3 separate regions of the Mus musculus genome follow, and regions 1 and 2 are each linked to region 3. The links are chromatin contacts, called in public ChIA-PET maps. All regions are on one chromosome and are shown on one strand. The core of a region is the stretch at or near the end of the contact, and the rest is flanking DNA. Distances in the headings are between cores, read along the strand shown.

The links. ChIA-PET counts read pairs in DNA pulled down with a chosen protein or histone mark.
Region 1: a contact with region 3 is called in an RNA polymerase II ChIA-PET map of effector CD8 T cells, with 30 read pairs. The contact joins the promoter of Mtch1 here to the enhancer-like site in region 3. A contact is called at or near these places in 1 of 484 Hi-C or Micro-C datasets (muscle stem cells), 3 of 115 datasets of contacts at active chromatin or transcription factors (the SCID.adh cell line, effector CD8 T cells and embryonic stem cells) and 3 of 9 other capture datasets (adipose tissue, liver and pancreatic islet).
Region 2: a contact with region 3 is called in an RNA polymerase II ChIA-PET map of effector CD8 T cells, with 10 read pairs. The contact joins two enhancer-like sites. A contact is called at or near these places in 1 of 39 promoter capture datasets (embryonic stem cells), 1 of 484 Hi-C or Micro-C datasets (liver), 5 of 115 datasets of contacts at active chromatin or transcription factors (effector CD8 T cells, embryonic basal ganglia, embryonic stem cells and 1 more) and 3 of 9 other capture datasets (adipose tissue, liver and pancreatic islet).

Annotation. Positions count from the first base shown.
Region 1 is chr17:29,345,638-29,349,977 of GRCm38.p6, reverse strand. Mtch1 (mitochondrial carrier 1) reads left to right here and starts at 2,046. Exons shown (of 12, transcript NM_019880.4): 1 at 2,046-2,511. The coding sequence starts at 2,191.
Region 2 is chr17:29,529,785-29,534,095 of GRCm38.p6, reverse strand. All of the region lies in intron 2 of Tmem217 (transmembrane protein 217), which reads left to right. Among named protein-coding and RNA genes, the nearest start is that of Tmem217, 18 kb to the left of the region's middle. Within about 2 kb of position 1,950, at least 80 of the 459 cell types and tissues checked have an H3K27ac peak or open chromatin away from gene starts, as enhancers often do. A contact at or near this core is called in effector CD8 T cells and memory CD8 T cells, where this site is marked.
Region 3 is chr17:29,427,057-29,431,653 of GRCm38.p6, reverse strand. Gm36486 (a long non-coding RNA gene) reads left to right here. Exons shown (of 2, transcript XR_876726.3): 2 at 607-851. Among named protein-coding and RNA genes, the nearest start is that of Gm36199, 5.5 kb to the left of the region's middle. Within about 2 kb of position 2,608, at least 51 of the 459 cell types and tissues checked have an H3K27ac peak or open chromatin away from gene starts, as enhancers often do. A contact at or near this core is called in effector CD8 T cells and memory CD8 T cells, where this site is marked.

The DNA.
Region 1 (4,340 bases), core at 797-3,296, 81 kb after region 3:
AAAATCATAGTAAGGGCCGAAGAGATGGCTCAGCCATTAAGCACTCCGGTTGCTCTTACGGAGGAATTGGGTTCAGTTCTCAGCTCACAACCATTGGCTTCCTAGGGTACCAGGCACACATGTGGTGTACATAAGTATAAATGAAATGCAAACAAAACACTCTTGCCCATAAAACAAAATAAACCAGGCCTCAGAATGTGACATGCCAGACCAGGTATATTAGTTAGGGTTTTACTGCTGTGAACAGACACCATGCCCAAGGCAAGTCTTATAAAAAATCATTTAATTGGGGCTGGCTTACAGGTTCAGAGGTTCAGTCCATTATCATCAAGGCAGGAGCATGGCAATATCCAGGCAGGCATGGCGCAGGCAGAGCTGAGAGTTCTATGTCTTCATCCAAAGGCTTCTAGTGGAAGACTGACCTAGGGTGAGAGTATTAAGCCCACACTCACAGTGACACACCTACTCCAACCAGGTCACACCTATTCCAACAAAGCTACAACTCCAAATGGTGCTACTCCCTGGCCCAAGAATATACAAACCATCATACTAGGGAAGGGTACAATACTCTCTCACCTGGACCTCATAGAAAGGAAGACACCTAACTCTGGACGTCAGGCCTATCTTTTGACCACTCAGTGTATATTGTCAAGGGACAGAGGAATGAGAAGTCCTGGCAATCCCAGGGGCTTCAGTTTAGCTGGGTTCCCAGTGTTTGATGTGGCCTGTTTGAATTACCATCCATCTGTCTGTCCATCTGCTCACCCACCTGTACCCAGTCCTGCAAGCCCTCAGCAGCTCTGCCCTTCCTGAGCCGTTCTCCAGATGGACTGGTTAATATCTAACCTCAGAAGTGGCTTTCTCTGCCTCTGCCTCCAGTAAGGACTCTTTCAAATTGTTGAGATTTGTGGCCTTTGTAACCCTTTGAAGTCATTCTGTCACACACACACACACACACACACACACACTTATAATCACAGTGTGATCTGTATCTTGAGATAATATTAGTAACTAAGATGTGAATGAAAGAATTGTGATTGCTAACAGCCAGCTATCAATTGCAGCCAAGGAAATTGATGTAGCATGGTGCACAGCTCAGTCTGGCCTTGAACTCCTATCCTGATGCCTCTGCCTCCTGAGTATCGGGCTTACTTTACAGGTGTGTGCCACTGCACTGGATTGTTACTTTGTTTGCTTCATTCATTCCCTTAGGAATGGTTTCCCTGAAGATATACTTTCTATGCATTCCTATATTTGCGGTGATAGAAGATAGATATTAATGCCAGACAATACAATATGATACAACACAGTACAGTACACGGTAGTACGGTACAGGGAGCCACATTCGGAATGGGCCATACAAAAACACGGTCCAATGGGGGACAGTCAAATACAGATCGGAAAAACAAGGCACTGGGGACAATACGGAGGAAAAGCCCACAGATGGAAAGTATTTGCGTGGGCAAGTGTCAGGAACGTGAGGTAAAACCTACACCACGGGCAATCAGGGAGGGTGCAAATATCTGACCATTCCAAAGACCTTCCTTGCAAACTAGCAAGAGGACAAGGTCCCTTGCTAGGGACCAAAGGGTCCCTGCTGACTCTGAGGTCCATTACCAGAAGACTCTATTATTGGGCAGTTCAAGACCAGCTGAGAGCTGCTGTGCTTGTTCAGAGGTGGAAACAAATCACCGGCTGGAGTAAGCACCTTCCTGGAAGGTGGCCCTAAGAATTGCTCTCAAGGCATGCGTAGCACTATGCTCCAGGCACTAGACTAGAGCTCTCCCAGGCCTAGTTATTTAGTAACTAAACGCAGCCAGCACCGGGCCTTCATAAGTGCACAGGCAAAGAGTGCTCCCAGCCCTCAGCAGCTGTGAGTTACTCAACTATTGAGGGGTTTCTACACAGGTCCCGGGATCGTGCTGAAGGAGTGCAGAAGCAGGGCACACAGACTGAGACTCGTAGGCACGATTGCGGTGACTGGCCTGGTCCGCAAAGGGGCGGGCACAGAGCTGCAAAGAACCCGCCCCGGGCCGGAGGAGGCGGGCCCGGGAGCACCAAGGAACAACACTCGCCCGCCCGCCATGCCCCCTCGCCCCGCGGCGTGAGTGGTGCTGCCAGGACCCTCCCCTTGACGTTCGGGGCGTGGCCAGCACCACGTGACGGGGAGTGACCTCCACGCCTGGCGCCATGGGGGCTTCGGACCCGGAAGTGGCGCCTTGGGCTCCCGGCGGCGCCGCGGGGATGGCGGGAGCCGGAGCTGGTGCAGGAGCTCGGGGCGGCGCGCCGGCCGGAGTCGAGGCCCGCGCTCGGGACCCGCCACCCGCGCACCGCGCGCACCCTCGCCATCCTCGGCCCGCGGCTCAGCCGTCGGCGCGCAGGATGGACGGCGGCCCGGGCGCCCCGGGCTCCGGGGACAACGCCCCGACCACCGAGGCGCTGTTCGTGGCGCTGGGCGCGGGCGTGACGGCTCTCAGTCACCCGCTGCTCTACGTGAAGCTGCTGATCCAGGTGGGGCGGGGGGCGCGGCGGGAGGATGTGGATGGGATGTGCGGTGTGGGGGTGCAGGGAGGGGGCTGAGGGATCTGAGTGATTGACGTGGGAAAGGAAGCGATTTGGAGGTGCTGGGAGGGAGCGAAGGGACGTGAGTGACAGACGTGGGGTAGGAAGGGATTTGGGGGTGCAGGGAAAGGCGATGAGATGTGGGAGATAAGTAGTCGAAGGCAGTGAGCTTGAAATTCCGAAGGGTAATGGATTTGGGGTGCGGAAAGAAGCCACAGGATTGGGGGAGGGCCGAGAAGTTTTGGTGAATGGGTAGATGAGGGCTGGCTGGGTACAAAAGCGACGTGTTTAGAAGGTGAGTACATTTGGGGCAGAGGACAGCGGGGCTCTGGATTTATAGAGATGGATGAAAGCTTTGAGGGACAAAGGAGTGGGCAGCAGGGCCAAAAATTTCAGAGGGAAAGAATGCAGCAGGGAAGAGCTATCGGTTTACTTGAGAAGGAGCCTGTAGATTTGATGGCGACGACAGATTTGGTGGGAGGAGGGGCCTCCGCATTGGTGGAGGGGGGGAGTGGAGCGGTGTCTGGAAAGGGGAGCCAGGAGGCGGCTTTTAGGGGGAAGGGGAGAATGGGATGACGCATTTAGTGGAGGAAGGAAGGAATTGAAGTAATTGTGTCTGCGTGGGTTGGGAATGGGCAGAAAATGGGGATAGGCACAATAGGTAAGGGTTGTCAAAGCTGGAGCAAAGGTAGGGATGTCTGGATTCAAGGATGCTTGGGCACCTAAACGCTTTTTTGCTTGTTGGCAGCAATTCACTCCAATAGAGGATGAGGAAAGGGTAAAGGGGGAGGAGGGATCTGGTTGGAAGGAGGTGTTGTGCATTTGGCAGAATTGGGTGGGTGTGTGATGGAGGTGGGGAGAGTTTTGATTGGCGTGGTTCAGGCTCAGACTGATAATCAAAGATGAAGCCTAGCATTTTCCAAAGGAGTGGGGGATGGGTGGTGAGGATTGAGTTGGAGACCCAGCTAAGATTTGAGGTTTGATTTAAGGCAAGTGAGTGTGAAGATTATTGTACTATCCTTGTCATAGAACTGAGAGAATTAGAAATACATTTGGAATGAGAAGGCCTTAAGAATGGGAGTCGCTGCTGGGCAGTGGTGGCGCAGGACTTTAATCTTAGCATTTGGGAGGCAGAGGCAGTCGGATTTCTGAGTTCGAGGCCAGCCTGGTCTACAGAGTGAGTTCCAGGACAGCCAGGGCTACACAGAGAAACCCTGTCTCGAGAAAAACAAACAAAGAATGGGAGTTGCTGAAGCCCTGGGGTCTGAGGAATGGGGATTCTAGAATTTGGAGTTTAACTAGAAATATAAGGAATGAGAAGATACTGTCAGGGCCATTGGGCATCAAATTGTGCAGAGATTTGGAGACGGCTGAAAGGGGGATTTGGAGACCAGCACTGACCTACTGTCATGTGAATGTGTATTTACAACATAGTGTTGCAGCCACAGCAAGCCTCAGCTTAGGAGGGACTCTGGGCTTTGCAGGTATCTGAGTTGAGCAGTTGGAGGTGCTAGGAGCTGATGGGGTGAGAATCAAATGCTGGACCTTAGGATGGCAGGCGGAGAGGGTCGGGGGGGCTCTGGGTGTAGTGTGGGAGGACACAGGGGAAGTGGCTTATCATTGGGAGCATGGTGGCATTAGTGTGGGGGTTTGAAAGAATGAAAGGTCTTTGGAGAGGGACCTAGAGAGTGAAGGGGAGCCCAAAGGGTGATGGGAACTAGATGGCAGGGGGGTGTAAGCCTAAGAGCTCTGTTGGGGGTGACAACTTCAGGGAGCTT
Region 2 (4,311 bases), core at 701-3,200, 100 kb before region 3:
CTGGGCCCTCGTGGTTACCGTGCCCCAACTGTTACTGTGTTTTCATGTTGATGTCTAGACATCTGAGCTTGGAAAGATTGTGATTCTGGGGCTGATATCCGGTCTCGTCTTTGTTGGGCGGGTGTTTTGTTCCTCGGTTTCTGTTTCCTCTCCGGTTCTTAGGAGGGTTTGTGTTGCCTGGTAGGAAATTCTGGGATCCTGATAGGTGTGGCTACTGTGGGTTCCAGAAAAATAGGTTTCTAGGAGTTAAGCGCTGACACTTAAGAATGGGCTGGGCTGGTGAGAATGCTGAAGGGGTCCATAAGAGGGAGGGAAGCAGGGTGTTCCACTAGAATCTGCTTAATCCATTGGGCATGGGGGCAGAGAGTGAGGGGAAGCAGGTGGTCTGCTACAGCATTGAGGATCAGCCTCGGGGACTCTGCTTCTCTTGCTGGAGTGGCCAGATTCATTTTATTTTTAATTATTATGCATATATGTGCACATGTGTAAGTTCCTCAAAGTCCAGAAGATGACGTTGAATCTCCTAAAGCGGCTGAGAGCTGCCTTCATGAGTTGAGAACTGAGCTGGGGTCCTCCCCAAGGACTGTAAGCCCTCTTAACCACAGAGCCATCCCTGGCCCCAGCTGTGGCAGACTTTAGAATGCTTGTAAGGTAGATCATTCAAGGCAGTTTTATCCTTTCAGCCTGGCTACAAAATAACATGAGGTGAATACAGCAGGACAGTCATTTAACCCTCTCCTGTGGGAGTTTAAAACACAATGGGGGTCTGCTCTGTGAAACCCTCAGGGGTCTCCATCTCTTTTCTCTGTTGTTCTGTCTGTAGAAGCAGGGGTCTGTGATAGTGCAAGTGTCCCTAGCTGGGCCCCTCCCGTAAATACCTCTGAGCCATCTGGATGACAAAGAGGAACGACAGGAGTCTGATATTTAATACAGATGGCCACCTTGGTTTCTTCTCTTCTCAGCCCTTTCTTACAAATTGACAGCATCAAGCCAGACACAGTGGTTCCAAGCCTGTGACCCCGACACTGGAGGTAGAGGCAGAAGGATCAGGATTTCAAAGTCATAATGGATTCATGGCAATCCCAGGCTACACGAGGCATCAAAAGCCAAACAAGATGGCTGAAAGTCCAAGTTCCATTTTCCTAGGACCCTCATGAAGGTGGAAGAAGAAAGCCTACTCCCAAAAGTTGTCATCCAACCTCCACAAACACACTGTGGCATGCTCACATCCACAACCATAACTCTTGCATGCACACAAAATGAATAAAATGTCATTTAAAAAACGTTGGTAGCAACCAGGCTACCAACTTCCAAGCTGGGCAGTGGTGCACTCCTTTAATCTGAGCAGAGGCAGGCAGAACTCTGAGTTCAAGGCCAGAGTGAGTTCTAGGACAGTAAAGGCTACACAGAGAAACCCTATCTCAAAATACTCCCTTCCTCTGGTCCAAAAATAAACACACTAAATAGATAAATAAATAAATAAATAAATAAATAAATAAAAACCCTTTGGTAGCATAGCCATTAGCTGCAAGTGATACTTGGAAATCTAAACTTTATTCTGGCCAACTGTGTGGCTGTCTGTGGAAGGCGCAATTGCTACACTAAGGAAGGGAAGGTCCTGTCCCACATCAGAGACCTCCACATTCAAGGAAAACGGGTCCTGAGCAGAACAAACTCCATATTCTTCATCAAGAGGGCTCCTTGCTAGTGGAATAAGGCAGCTGAGTTCTAGTCCTGGCATAAATATTTGTCTATGGCAGCTATGGTGATACCGTGGCTAGGGGTGCCCATGTACCCCAGTTCTGAGCATTGAACAGTGAGAATTCACTGAAAGTTCTCAGAGATGTGTTTGACATCCTGTGGAAGAAAGGAGCGCAGAGGAGAGCTTCCGGGGCACTCCTGATTGGCCTGCTAGTGAGAGGCAAGTTGGCAGTCAGCCAGTGACCACAGAAAGGAAGCTACCGTGGGACCCTGACACCGCGTAGGAGACCTGAAAGACCCAGAGGAAAGAGCCAAGTAGAGAAAAGGCACTGGAGAAAGAAAAGATTATAGACATAGCAAGGGATGTGTAGAGCTACCCTGGGGTGATGAGCGGAGGCTGCCATCGGCCAGGACTGTGTGCGCAGCCCTGTGGTTTATTGTCTGCATTCGCCCATCCCCAGTGGGGACTGGTTTCCCTGCTTGTCAGCTGACTCACTGTCAAGCATGGCAGGCTGGTTTTCTTTCTGTGTTGGAGAGGATTGGGTTTTTGTTTTGGGAAATCTGATCTCTTGAGCAAGAGTTTGGCCTGGAAGAATACAGGAAGAAGGGAAGACCCTAGCTTCCCTACAGTATCTGGGATTTCTCTCCTGTTGGGAAAACTGGGGAGGTAGCAGGTTGTGCCCCCTAGAGAGTGCCCCCCCACACACACACACACCCTGCTGGGTTGGATGCTGGCTACTTGGCTGAGAAGAAAGCTCAAAGCCTCATCACCCTGGGGTGATGAGCGGAGGCTGCCATCGGCCAGGACTGTGTGCGCAGCCCTGTGGTTAGCCTTTAGTAAGCCTATAAGAAGCAAGACCGCAGGGCTGGAGAGATGGCTCAGTGGTAAGAGCATTTGCTGCTCACAACTGCCTGTGTAATTCCAGTTCCTCGGGCTCCAACTGGCGCCCTCTTCGGGCTACTATGGGCACTGCAGGCACCTGGCGGTCCTACATGCAGAAAGGCACTCAACCACATAAAATTTAAAAGAAAAAAAAAGACACAGCCATTCTCTGCTGCTACCAAACAGTTACCCTCGAGGAAAGCCTGCAGCCATGGCACAAGGAGACTCAGGCAGCCCTTAAAACAGGCCAGAAGAAGAGAGCTGAGGTTTCTGGCCAGGAGCTACCAACAGCCAGGTGAGTGAAAGGACCCTCCTCGGAGGACAGCCTTCAGCTGGCAGCCGCTCCAGACCTTTACTTTAGGAGGGGCCCTGAGGCAAAACAGGCAGCTAAGACACCCCTCGCCTTCTGTCTCAGAAACCCAAGACATCTAGGAGTGGGACCAGCATGGATATCCATCAGCTGATGGAAGGATTGATGGATGGAGGAGATGCGGAAGGTACAGACTGTGGAAATCATTCAGCTGTGAAATAATATGAAATAGTGACATTTGCAGAGAAATGGATGAAGCTGGAAATCCTCGAATGAAGTAAATGAAGTAGAAGTAGAATAAACCAGGCTCAAAAGGACAAATAGGACCTGCGTTCTCTCACATGTGGGTCCTAGATTTTAATTCCTCTATGTGTGTGTATGTGTGTGTGTGTGTGTGTGTGTGAGAGAGAGAGAGAGAGAGAGAGAGAGGAGAGAGGAGAGAGAGAGCGCGCAGGAGGTAAGAGCCAGTGGGAGGGGCCAGGAAGAGGGCGGGGAGAGGAGGAGGAGCAAGAAGCGGCAATGGAATTTGTAAGCCAACATTGGGGTGGTGGTGGGGCACCAGTAAAATGTGTTTTGAGCCTTGCGTAGTTAAAGATGCCTTGAGCCCAGCTCTCTAGACAGAAGCAGGCAGATCTGTGAGTTCCAGGCCAGCCAGGGCTACACAGTAAGACCCAGTCTCAAACAAAACAGAAACAGAAAATCGAAGCTTTAAGGTCTGAAGGAGATAGCTCAGTCCATAAATTCCCTTGCCTTGTGTCTCAGTTACTGCCATATTGCTATGAGAAGACACCATGGCCAAATCAACTTATAAAAGAAAGCATTTAACTTCGGAGCTCACAGTTTCAGAGGGTGAGCTGATGACCGTCAAGGCAGAAAGCGTGGCTGCAGGCAGGCAGGCTGGCAGACATGGCGCTTGAGTGGCAGCGGGGAGCTTACATCTTATCCACAAGCAGCAGTGAGAGAGACAGAGACAGAGAGGGGAGAGAATGGGCCTGGCATGGACTTTTGAAACCTCAAACCCTATCCCACCCCCCGTGACACACCTAATCCAACAAGGCAATGCCCCCCAATCCTTCCCAAACAGTTCCACCAACTGCGGACCAAACATTCAAATATATGAGCATATCACTCAGTGCACCTTTGTAAGTGTGATGAACTCCATGATGACCTGAGTTCTATCCCTAGAACCCACATTTTCTTTTTTTTTTTTTTTTTTTTTTTTTGGTTTTTTGAGACAGGGTTTCTCTGTGTAGCCCTGGCTGTCCTGGAACTTACTTTGTAGACCAGGCTGGCCTCGAACTCAGAAATCCACCTGTCTCTGCCTCCCAAGTACTGGGATTAAAGGCGTGCGCCACCACTGCCCGGCTCGAACCCACATTTTCAAAACAAAACAAGAACCAAAAATCCAGACATGCTT
Region 3 (4,597 bases), core at 1,359-3,858:
GGGTTGGGTTGCTGTAGGTAACTGGCCCCGTGCAAATCAAGCCTGCAGATAGCATGGCTGGTTATTATTTTACTGTTACAACGTGTGTGTCTTCAAGAAGGATCATGGGATTAGCAGGCTGGGGGTGAGAGGCAAGGTGTCTGGTCTTTATGAAAGGTTGACGTGTCTTCAAAGATTTAATGTTCAGGCCAGCCCCAGGGGCAACAGAAGTCAGCTGTATGTTTGGACATCATTTGCCCAGGATGTTAGCCAGATTTCCAGGCTAGACACTATTGAGTAAGAGGTGTGTAGCCTTCACATGTGGACAGCCTGCTGACGTCTCTGTCTCTGGTGGAGGATGCCCCAGGCCCCAGACAGCTCACACTTTTTTTTTTCCCTGACTGAGGATTAAAGCTGGGGTCATGTGCACGTTCAGCAAGCATTCCATCACTGAGCTGCGTCTTTAGCTCTTTTTAGTCACAGTGTTTCCAGGCTCAATGTTTTGAGCTCAACTCTGTAGCTCAGGCTAGCCTTGAGCTTTCTATCCTCCTGCCTCAGCCTCCTGAATACCACTAGGTTCCACATTTCGTTCTAGCAACTTTCATCTGACTTATTCTTGTTTTTTAGTATGCTGCATGCCTTGGTGTTTTCTCTGCGTGTGTACACACCATGTGAGTGCAGTGACTTCGGAGGCCTGAAGAGGGCGTCAGATCCCCCGGGACTGGAGTGACGGTTGTGAGTCACATGTAGGTGCAAGGAAGGAGATTGAACTGGTCTTCTGTGTAAGCAATATCAAATATGAAAATTTTTTCTATCAAATACTGTAAAATCTGTTTGGGACATTGGAATTAAAATTCTTTGTCTTACCCACATCCTACAACTTCTATACAAATGTTTAAATTCTCTCATCCAATAAAGCCTTTCAAAGGCCCCTGCTGTGTTCCAGGAATTTGATAGCCAGGAGCGGTTACTCCCTCCCCTACCTCCTCTGTTTCCTGTGTATCATAGTTTTTTCTCAAACTAGCCAATCAGATAAAACTGTGAGGTCGGACGCTAGCCAATGGGGGGGGGGGAGATGACGTCACTACCCAAGTTAGCCCAAACACCAAACCACCAAACGCACCTCCTGTTTCTGTGTTCTGACTTCAGTGTGCACTCTCTTGATCAAGAGAAGAGCTTTAAACCGGGTATTCTGGCCCACGACCTTAGTTCCAGCACTCGGAGACAGAGGCAGACAGCTCTCCGAGTTCGAGGACAGCCAGGGCTACACGGAAAAACCCTGTCGGGGGAGGGAAAAAACCAAATTATGTTAGTGTTTTAATCCTCCCACCCAGGAAAACCTTTGTTTACACAAAAGCCTCCTGCTTCATGAATTTGGTAACTTGGAATAGTGACCCACACTTTCTCCTTCCTCCATATTTTTGTATGCTAATTCTTTTTTTTTTTTTTTTTTTTTTTGTATGCTAATTCTTTTCAGACTATCCAATGGGATAAGGCCGCGAGGTCTGACTCCAGCCAATGGGGAAAAGACACAGGCACTTGTAACATCAGAAAGAACAGCCAGTGCTTTATCGATGATCCATCACTCTAGCCCCTATCAACCTGTCTGTCTACCTGTCTATCTATCTGTGGATGTTGGGGGTGGGGAGTAAGAGGACCACTTTCTAAATTCAGTTCCTCATGAGGCTCCTGGGAATTGAACTCACATCATCAGACTTGGCAGCAAGCCCTTCAGCCCACCGAGCTACCCTGTTGGCTGTCTCCCCACTCCTCCCTTTTCTTTTAGACAGGGTCTTACTATGCAGCTTGGATTCACCTGGAATTAGTTATGTGGACCAGGCTGGCCTTGAAATCAGAGATCCACCTGCCTCTGCCCCACCTGTGCTAGGATTAAAGGTATCCATCGCCTGGCTACACTATAACATTCTGAGAGGCAAGAAATTGTCTATCCTGGGACCTTTGAGCCCAGCCAGTCAACTGTCTTCAGAAAGACTAATGTTGGGGGTCTATTGCTTGGTATGGGCCCGCTTGTGTGTGCATATATATGTGTATGCAAATGTGTGAGGGAGCTAAAAGTGGAGGTCCAGAATCATCTTCCATCAATCTACCACTTTATTCACAGAGGCAGGGGCTCCTAGTAGAGGCTGGAGCTTGCAGATGTAGCTCGCCTTGCTGGGGATAACCCAGCCAGCTCTGGAGGGCCTTAATTTCTACCTTCTGAGTTTGGAATCAGACAGGCCACCACACCCCTGGCATTTATACAGTTTCTGGCTATCCTGACTCTGGCTTATTCAACAGTTGCCTTAAGCAGAGCCATTTCCCCAGATCTCTTGGGTTTGCTGCTGCTGTTGTTGTTGTTTGTTTGTTTGTTTGTTTGTTTCTGAAGCTGGGTTTCAGGCACACCCCTGGTGGCCTTGCACTCACAGTATTGCAAATACCGTTCCTGGATCCTGTTTCTCAGGCCTTCACCTCTGCAGTGCAGGGATTAGAGATAACACCTTTGGAAAAGGGGCCCACACTAAATCTATCTCACTGTTGTTTTGATGATGTGAAAACAAGCCAGCGTGTATTGTGGTGTAGAGTGTAGCATCTGAATGAACTTGAAAGTAAAAACAGGAGACTTCAAAGACATTTTATGCTCTGGGGTGGGGTCAGGTGTGGCTGCTCTGGGGTGAAAAACACTAGAGCTCAGAGTGACAAAGGGGTGCCACCTTTTTTACCACGTTTTCTCTTTCCTGTCACCTGTTGACAATCTGCCCCTAGTGGCTCTTCCCATCCTTGAGTTAGTAGTCCCTACTTGTCTGTTCTTAAATCTGTCATTCCCCTCCCACATTTGACTTCTTTCTTTTCTTCTTTCTTCCTTCCTTTCTTTCTTTCTTTCTTTCTTTCTTTCTTTCTTTCTTTCTTTCTTTCTTTCTTTCTTTCTTTCTTCCTTCCTTCCTTCCTTCCTTCCTTCCTTCCTTTCCTTCCTTTTTTTCTTCTTTTTTTTAATGATCGGGCTCCCCTAGACAATTCTAGATGTACTGATCAAGCTAATTCGCATTAAAGTGTAGATGGCTGATAACAGCTTAATTTATTACCACTCCCGTGGGTGGGAGTGGTTTTAAAGAGTTGAAGTTTCTCATGGGGAAAGAATGCACACGCATGCTTGCAGTTTCAAGCTTGGGTGGGGATCCGTGGGGGTGTGGGGTGGTCACTGTGACCCTAGGTCAGATCCAGCCACGGTTAGTCTGCCCTGAATGGAAAACCCTGCCCGTTTTCCTCTGTAGCTCACACTACCTTCATTTTTTCTGGGCAGCATCCAAGAACAGGGTTTTTTCGAAATAGAATGTGTCTCACCAGGAAAAGCCACGTGTGTGTCCCTGTCCCTCGAGGCCAGGGGTGTGGTGGGGATGTTTGGGGCTCAGCAGCCTGACTTCTAGGTTTGTAGGTCAGGTCCCACCTGGGCCAGTGAGGCACCAGGGCTCCAGGCCATCAGCTGTCTGCCAAAGCAGGTGGTCCAGACACACCTGGGCCAAGGAGAGCAGAGTGAGCCGCTTTCCCGAAAGCAGAGAGGCTGTGCCTAACATTCCCTGGCTTTGCTTGGTTAAGGTCTGGTGCAGCTCTGGTTTCCAGGGAGGCCTGAGACAGGGTGGCCCAGAGCCCTGGTAGGGCATCTCAAATAGAAGTGTTCTGGGGCTGAGGAATCCAAGTCCGCTCCTAGTTTCAAATAAACATGGCTTCCCAACCTGGTCCCAACCAGTCCCCTGGCCTCTCTGCTTCATCTATGACCAGGATCTATCTTCCTTCCGTGACTGGCAAGGGAGGTAGTCATAGCGAGTGGGCTCGACCCTGTCTGCAGGGCTTAGAGGCTCCGAGTCCATGGGGTGGGGTGAGTCCTGATGCAATTCCCTCATAGCCAGTCAGGGCAGATGCTCCAGATGTGCTGATGTTCATTCCTGAGCCTCCCTTTGAGATGCTCTGAGCTCCAGTCTCATTTAGAGGCCAGACTACTGTCTGCACAGGAGGGTGTGGGAAGAAAGGGGCTGTGAGAGCCACCCGCACACACGCCGGAGAAGACCTCTGTGGGAAAGACTCTATGACCTTTGTTGGTGGTGCGGTTTTTTTGTTTTGTTTTTTGTTTTTTGTTTTTTTTTGTTTTTTGTTTTGAACAGGGCCTACGTACACCAGGCTAGCCCCAAACTCACAGACTGTTCTGTCTCTGCCTCCTGAGCACTGGGATTAAAGGTGTGCGCCTTCTTTCCTGCATGTAAAGGCGTTCTTAGTTTTTAGCTCACTTCGATTTTATATAGGCAGTCCCTAAGAAGCCAAGGCAGGAGGATCTCTGGAGGTCTAGCCTGGCCTGGACTTTGCAGAAAGATCTTGTCCACAAGGAGTGGATAAATGACCCATGTGTTTATTTAATTGCATCATTACGTTCCTCATGATGGGGAAAACTTTGCAAACTGCCCCCTTTCCCAGAGCTGCCCCCAGCCATTTGGTCGCTCAAAGGCAATCTAAGTTAATCACTTTTCTTTCATTTTTATCAAGACTTATTTTTGTCTCTGAGTTCGAAGCCAGCCAGATCTACACAGAGAGAGAGAGTTCCAGGATAGCCAGGGCTGCACAGAGACCCTGT